Regions from separate parts of the Macaca mulatta genome. Here region 1 is linked to region 2. The links are chromatin contacts, called in public Hi-C maps. All regions are on one chromosome and are shown on one strand. Each heading gives the region's core, a stretch centred on a gene start, on an enhancer-like site or on the middle of the called end of the contact. The rest is flanking DNA. Distances are from core to core; before and after follow the strand shown.

Region 1 (3,817 bases), core at 160-2,659, 280 kb before region 2:
CGCAGAATAAAAAGTAAGGTGTTTGAATTTGATTGAGTCAAGGGAAGCCACTGGAAGGTTTTTTAAAAGCGTCATCTTCTTTTGGTTTTCTATTAGCAGCTTGGATTCTGAGCATGCAACATTCGATTCTGTAACAAGGCTGACAAGGGTTCAACCAGGCTGTGTGGATGAAATCTGTGACCTCCTCAAGCATTTGAAGTTCATGTTTTCTTTTTATTTTAGGACGGAATCTTGCTCTGTCGCCCAGGCTGCAGTGCAGTGGCGCGATCTCGGCTCACCACAACCTCCGCCCCCGCGCCCCCGGGCTCAAGCGATTCTCCTGCCTCAACCTCCCAAGTAGCTGAGATTACAGGTCTGCGCCACTGCGCCAGGACTAATTTTTCTATTTTTTTTTTTTTTTTAGCAGAGACTGGGTTTCGCCATGTTGGCCAGGCTGGTCTTGAATCCCTGACCTCAGATGATCCGCCTGCCTAGGCCTCCCAAAGTGCTGGGATTACAGACGTGAGCCACCGCGCCTGGCCTGAAGTTCTTTTCTACAGAACTTTGCTGTCCGATACACATGAGGCTACACAACCAACTGGGCACCTGACACGGGGCTAGTCCAAATTGAGACGGGCTGTTAACTCTAAAACACACACTGGATTTCCAAGACTTAGAACTAATCACAGAGCGTAAAAGATCTCATTAATTCTTTTAGACTGATTACATGCTGAAATGACAGGATGGGCTAAATTAAATACATCATTAAAAGCAGTTTCACCGATTTCTCTTTACTCTTTAAAAATGTGGCTACTACTAGAATTACCTACGTGGCTCGGACTGTGTGTCTACAGGGAGCTCCTCTCCGGCACTCTGTACACTCAAGTTTCGCCGGTGTCCTCCGCCCGAAGGGCCGCCTCAGAAACCGCCCCGGTTTCCCGGGGAAGCGGTCCAGCCCCCGGCGAGGGCTCCGAGGTTGGCCCCGAGGGTTAAGGGTCAGCCCTGGCCCTCGCGACATCCATTCACCCGGCTCCGCGGGTGCAGCGCGCGGTCCTCAGAGAAACCCCGACCCTGGCGTCGCTGACCCGACCATTCATTAATCGGGGGCTTCCGAGGGCCCGGGAGCAGCCTCGGGCGCCCCACTCCCCCATTCTCGCGTAGCCGTCTCTTTGACCGCGTCACACTGAGCGGCGCAACCACCAGAGAAGGTAACTGGGAGGGCGCGACCTCCTTCAAGCAACACCCACCTCGGGCTGACTGAGGGGACCCAGGTCCGGTTCAGTCACAGCGTTCCCTAGGCTTCCCGGGTCTCACAGCGGCGGGGGCGTGGCCACAGCCTGAGAGGCGGGTTTCCTGTCCAGTCGTAAATAACTTCCGACGTGTGCCGGAAGTTTCTTCGGTGACAATCAGGAAGTCGGCGTGTCGAGAGGCTCGTCCAGGCCGCTGAGGCGGGTTAAGGTCTGAGGGTCGTGTGGAGCCAGGGCGCTGGTCACCAGGTGTTTGGCGTGGTCGGCTCTTATTTCTCACCTGGCAATGGCGACGTACACCTGCATAACTTGCCGGGTGGCGTTCCGCGACGCGGACATGCAGCGGGCCCACTATAAGACGGACTGGCACCGCTACAACCTGCGGCGTAAGGTGGCCAGCATGGCCCCAGTGACCGCCGAGGGCTTCCAGGAGCGAGTGCGGGCGCAGCGGGCCGTAGCGGAGGAGGAGAGCAAGGGCTCGGCCACCTACTGTACTGTTTGCAGTAAGAAGTTTGCATCTTTCAACGCCTACGAGAACCACCTCAAGTCTCGGCGGCACGTTGAGCTGGAGAAGAAGGCCGTGCAGGCAGTGAATCGGAAAGTGGAGATGATGAATGAAAAGAACTTGGAGAAAGGACTGGGCTTGGACAGTGTGGACAAGGATGCCATGAACGCCGCCATCCAGCAGGCCATCAAGGCCCAGCCGTCCATGTCTCCCAAGAAGGCGCCCCCAGCGCCTGCAGAGGAGGCCAGGAGTGCCGTAGCCGTGGGGACTGGTGGCCGTGGGACCCACGACCGAGACCCGAGCGAGAAACCACCCCGGCTCCAGTGGTTTGAACAGCAGGCGAAGAAGTTGGCAAAGCAGCAGGAGGAGGGCAGTGAGGAGGAGGAAGAGGACCTGGATGGAGACGGTGATGGCCCTGTCTGGGCGGGGAGGGTAAAGAGGAACTTGGCCCCCCTTTAGTTTTCAGATTTATACTCGAGATGGGTGTGTGTGTTTGTGTGTTTGAGAGCTTTTAAGTAAAAATGATGAGGGAAGGTGGTTTAGATGCTTTCTGAAGTGCCTTATCTGGCCAGCAGGTTCGGCTGTTTAGTTCACTCAGTTCATTCTCCAAGGCCTAAAACCTTGTCTGGAAAAAGAAGAAGTGCCTAATGCATATTTGGAGAATGAATTGATGCCTTCTCTGTTTTGGATGAGGAAACTTTTTTTTCCTTTTTTTTTTTTAAACGGAGTCTCGCTCTGTCGCCCAGGCTGGAGTGCAGTGGCCGGATCTCGGCTCACCGCAAGCTCCGCCTCCCGGGTTTACATCATTCTCCTGCCTCAGCCTCCCGAGTAGCTGGGACTACAGGCGCCCGCCACCTCGCCCGGCTAGTTTTTGTGTATTTTTTAGTAGAGACGGAGTTTCACCGTGTTAGCCAGGATGGTCTCGATCTCCTGACCTCGTGATCCACCCGTATCGGCCTCCCAAAGTGCTGGGATTACAGGCTTGAGCCACCGCGCCCGGCCTGGATGAGGAGACTTTTAACATACGCACAGGAGGACATCGTCATACCAGCCGCCGTGTTATTTGCTATTCTAGTGGGTTTCCAGTTATGATGGTTTTGCACTTACTTTAGTTGAGTAAAACAGAATGAGGGGATCAAAATCAACTCAGCCAGAAATGTGGAGCTGGAGCCAGCAGCCTCACCTCTTTGACTTTATGAGTTATTTATTCCTTCTTTCCCTCATCCCACATCCTATTAACAGTGCTGGTGTAGGTGTTCATGTCTTTGTCTGTTCGCTCTGCTATAACGAAGTACCAGAGACTGGGTAATTTATGAATAACATAAATGTATTTTCCCGTAGTTCTGCAAATTGGGAAGTCCAAAATCAAGGTGCTGGCAGAGTCAGTGTCTGGTGAGGGCCTGTTCTATCGATGAAGTTTTCTCATGTTATCATGTGGAGGAAGCAGAAGGCAAAGACGGGCTAGTTCCTTGGCACTAATCCATTCATTCGGGATTAGTGCTCGCCTCACTTAATCACCTCCTAAAGGCCCCACCTCTTAATGCCGTTTCATTGATGATTAAGTTTCAACATTTGAATTTTGGGAGGGAAACATGCATTCAAACCATGGCCGTTCATAGAGCACCCCACCAGCACATACACACACCCCACAGTACTCTTGTGAAATAGTAGATAGAGGCATTGTTTTAGCAGTTTATAAAAATATGCAGCCAGAGCTCACGCCTGTAATCCCAGCATTTTGGGAGGCCGAGGCAGACGGATCACGAGGTCAGGAGATCAAGCTATGGTGAAACCTCATGTCTACTAAAAATACAAAAAATTAGCCGGGCGCGGTGGCGGGCGCCTGTAGTGCCAGCTACTCCCGGAGGCTGAGGCAGGAGAATGGCGTGAACCCGGGAGGCGGAGCTTGCAGTGAGCCGAGATGGCGCCACTGCACTCCAGCCTGGGTGACAGAGCGAGACTCCGTCTCACACACACACACACACGCACACACAAATGTATATATATATATTCACCCAGATAGGAGACTCCCTAACTATGTTCAGCACTGGGCTAGGTGCTGTAAGGCATAGGAAAGAAACAAACA
Region 2 (4,029 bases), core at 127-2,626:
TTACAGAGTATCTAACTATTAATGGGAGTCAATGGCGCCAAACACACAATGTACTACAATACTATTTTAGGAGGCAGAAGAAAGGATTGGAATAAAACATTATTGGCATTTGAACCAGAAAATCTGGAGTCAGGGAACACAGAAGTTCTTTGTTAATAGTTCTATAACCTTGAACAAGTTATTTTGCCTTTCTGATTCTGGGTCTTCGGCTACGAAACACGGCCAAAAATGACTGCTCTGTGTCGTTTGTGTCAAAGACTGGAAGCGTCACATCAGTGAAAATTTGGATAGACACATTGCCGCATACAAATCCGATGCTTTATGATCTCACACTGCACGGATTTGGAAACTACTGCATGTGCACGATTCTCCGCCTAGTTCCCTGCAGGTGGGGATTTTTTCCCCCCCCCGGAAAGAAAACTGTAGCTCTGCCCTGAAGATGAGTCCCACAGAGGTTTTGCAGGGTGGAGTTATCGAGAAATTGACTTCGGGGTGAGTAAAACTAAGATCTGGGGAAAGCTGCAGCCACTTTTCCAGGGTAAGGGGCGGTGTCATATGCTTCCTCATGCGGCGAGGACGAAAGTGATCATAAGCCACAGAACGTGGCGCCAGGGTTCACTACTATAAACCATTTCAGGAGACGAAGCTCTGACCTCCCAGGCACCAAGATTTTTACCAACAACCCGGGATGCTCACTGCAGGAGGGAGCGGGTGAGGAGGACACAGGGATTCGAGGGCGGGACAGTCAGGGAGAGGACACAGGTTAAAACAGAGACTTCTGTTTTAAGGCTCTCGGGGATCCCTGAGAGTGCCCTTGAGGGCTCCAAGCCGGGAAGCGAGCGCCGGGAAGTGGCGGTTACAGTCCCGGGTCCCGCGCCCTTTCCCGCGCCACTGCTCAGCCGGTTCCGGCGCGCCCCCAAACCCACGCGGGTCTCGGCTCACACTCTCGCGCCCCCACCCGGCCCGCGCCACATCCCACCGGCCCATCCAGTAACGGTTTCTGGACCCGCGGCCTCTCCCCTGCCCCCTCCTTCCCCGCTCACGAGCGCCGCAGTGCTGCGCCGTTTGGAGAGGGGTCATCCGCCCCGGAACCGACGGGAGCGGCCGCGGGTCCGGCCCGTAGAGGCGGCGGAGGGATCCCCCACTTCCAGCCCGCCCCCTCGGGGCTGAACGCCGAGCTACGCCCGCCGACCCGCGCCCCCCACCCACCCCGCGCCCGCGCCCGCGCCCGCGCCCCGCCGCCCCAGCCGCGCCGCTCCTCCCTCCCGCCCCCTCGCTTCCCCGGCCCCCCCGCTCCGCGGCGCGGCTCTCACGCGCAGCCGAATTCGGCGCCGCCTCCATCAGAGCCGAGCCGGCGGCTCCACCGAACAGCCGCGCCTGCCGCCGCCGCCGGGCCTTCCGCACCCCTTCCCCGTCCCGCCCCCCAGCCCCAGGCGCCCGGGTCCCCTCCCTCCTTTTCCCCCCTCCCTCCCACTCCCTCCGCGCTCTCTCTCCCCGCAGCCAGAGCCCGGGCCGGCAGGAGGGCGGCGGCGGCACAACCATGAGCTTTGAGGGCGGCCACGGCGGCAGTCGGTGTCGCGGGGCGGAGAGCCGGGACGCCGAGCCGCCCCCGCAACCTCCCCAGCCGCCGCCGCCGCCAGGAGAGCCGGCCCCGGTCCCCGCGGCCCCGCGCTACCTGCCGCCGCTTCCCGCGCCCCCCGCGCCCCCCGCGACCCCCGCGACCCCCGAGCGCGCCGCGGGGCCGAGCGAGCCGCCAGGGGAGGTGGCCCAGCGGCGCAGGGGTGCGGACGAGCTGCCGCCCCCGCCCCTGCCCCTGCAGCCCGCCGGCCAGGAAGTGGCGGCGGCCGGCGACTCCGGGGAAGGTCCTAGGCGCCTCCCGGAGGTGGCGGCAGCGAAAGGCGGCCCCGGGGAGTCTGAGGCCAGCGCGGGCGGCGAGGGCGAGCGGCGGGGCGCCGGAGACCAGCCCGAGACGCGCTCAGTGTGCAGCAGCCGCAGCAGCAGCAGTGGCGGCGGCGACCAGCGCTCTGGGCACCAGCACCAGCACCACCAGCCCATCTGCAAGATCTGCTTCCAGGGCGCGGAGCAGGTAAGGCCCGGCGGCGGCTCCAGCTCGCAACGGTCAAGCTTTCAGCACCACGGACAGCGCACGCCTCCTTCCCAGTTGCCTCCAGACAGACTCCTCTGGTTCTGCCCTGTGAGCGCTAGCTCCAGTGTGCGTTCCCCTTTCCATTCCTGTGAAGGCAAATAAAAATGTCCCAGTGGCGAATACTGGGTTTAATTTCATCTACACTTTTTTTTTCCTTCATGGCTTAGCAGGTACATGTTCCTCAGGTGCTTTAGTGATAATGCCAAAAGTACCTTTTGTGAATTATTCGATGAATTTTGGTTTATGCTTAGAAGCAAACCTATCAGATGTAAGGTGAAGTCCGTTTTCTACAGATGTATCTTGAGACGGATGTCATATCACAACCAGAAAGGGCAGAGTCTTTCCTTATTGCAAATTTGGGTGACTTAATCTCATGGATATGAAAAGCATGTGATAGTTTTTACAAGAGAAATAGGAATGGACTTTGAAAGAAAGGCAATTATGCCAACAATGTACGTTATATTTTGTCAGCAACACAATCCTAAAATTATAAACACCATTGTAGGTGCATGCAAACTTAAGTGAGAGTAATCATGCAGAGGAAAGGATAGCATATGTCCCTTACAAATGTGTGGTCTGAGAAAACATTAGGTGTAATGTTTTTAAAAGTAAGGAAATTGCATAAGAATATACAGGCTTTCAGGAATATAGTGCCCTAAGTCAATATTTATGATGCTACATTTAGAAAAATAAAAGCATAATGCCGCTTTCTGGGATGCCGTGCGTTTCTTCTTTAGCAATGATTAAGAATAACTGCAGAGGAAATGCATCTGACCATCCACTTAAAAGTTATTAAAGAGATTTAATAGTACAGCCTTCCCCCACGGGTATTGGGAGCTATATCTTGCAGACATTTTGTATGTTGGTAGAACATTTATGTCATAACTGTAAGTAATATCTTTGAAATAGTTTTAAGACTTTAGTTTCATTCCCATCAGAGGTATAAAATTTTAATTTCATTTCCTAGGATAGAGCCTGATGCTGTATCCTGAGTAAATGGCTTTGAAAGAAAAGAAAGGAAGCATTAGGTTTTTAAAATACAGCCACAGACACAAATATTCACACTGAGTTGTTTTCTTTTTAGGGTGAGCTATTGAATCCCTGCCGATGTGATGGGTCAGTTCGGTATACACATCAGCTGTGCCTGCTAAAGTGGATCAGTGAGAGAGGTTCCTGGACCTGTGAACTCTGCTGCTATAGATACCATGTTATAGCCATTAAAATGAAACAACCTTGCCAGGTAAGCAGTTTCAACATTTATTTTTCCTGAAATAATTTTGTTAACATGAATGCACTTAAGCTTAGTTATTACTAAGGATATTTACTTATGCTACTTAAAAACATTTTGTGCAAATTACATTAAAACCAAGATTTAGAATTTGTAAACATGTGTTTTGAGAAAGCCATGACGTTTTATCTGAGAAACTCAAAAGACATTTTAATTAAATGGTTTCCTTCATTAATTTTTTACTTATTGATAAAATGATACCCATCTTTTTTCTAAAAAGGCAAGTTGGTAAGATGACTTATAACCCCACTTACATCAATTTTATTCATTAGAAATGTTACACAGTTGATTTTATTAATATTTTGTTAACTTAAGCGTTTAAGCTCTAGTGGGCTCCATTTATGGAGAACAGATACAAGTAAAGCAAAACTTTACTGGTATGAAAATTTTGGTTGAACCTATTAGTTCTAATCTGAATGCTCTTTCCAGTTAACCAGGCTTTCTTTTTCATATGATGTTCTTTCGCAGTTAAATTTTTGCTGATTTTCTTCTTTGCTGTGTTCAGCTACATAGTGGATGCAGAAGTAATCGCAACAGTTACTCTCAATAATACTACTGAAATAGTATTCTTACATTTTCTTAAACTTTTTGTGTT

What was found. A called contact is a pair of places that touch in the nucleus more often than the background predicts.
Region 1: a Hi-C map of fetal cortex germinal zone shows a contact between it and region 2, with 2.8 times the contacts expected there. The contact joins the promoter of ZNF622 here to the promoter of MARCHF11 in region 2. A contact is called at or near these places in 3 of 14 Hi-C or Micro-C datasets (cortical neurons, fetal cortex germinal zone and fetal cortical plate).

What each region holds. Positions count from the first base shown.
Region 1 is chr6:17,899,634-17,903,450 of T2T-MMU8v2.0, reverse strand. It overlaps ZNF622 (zinc finger protein 622), which reads left to right and starts at 1,409. Exons shown (of 6, transcript NM_001260691.1): 1 at 1,409-2,137. The coding sequence starts at 1,513.
Region 2 is chr6:17,616,273-17,620,301 of T2T-MMU8v2.0, reverse strand. MARCHF11 (membrane associated ring-CH-type finger 11) reads left to right here and starts at 1,376. Exons shown (of 4, transcript XM_015139752.3): 1 at 1,376-2,086; 2 at 3,231-3,386. The coding sequence starts at 1,541.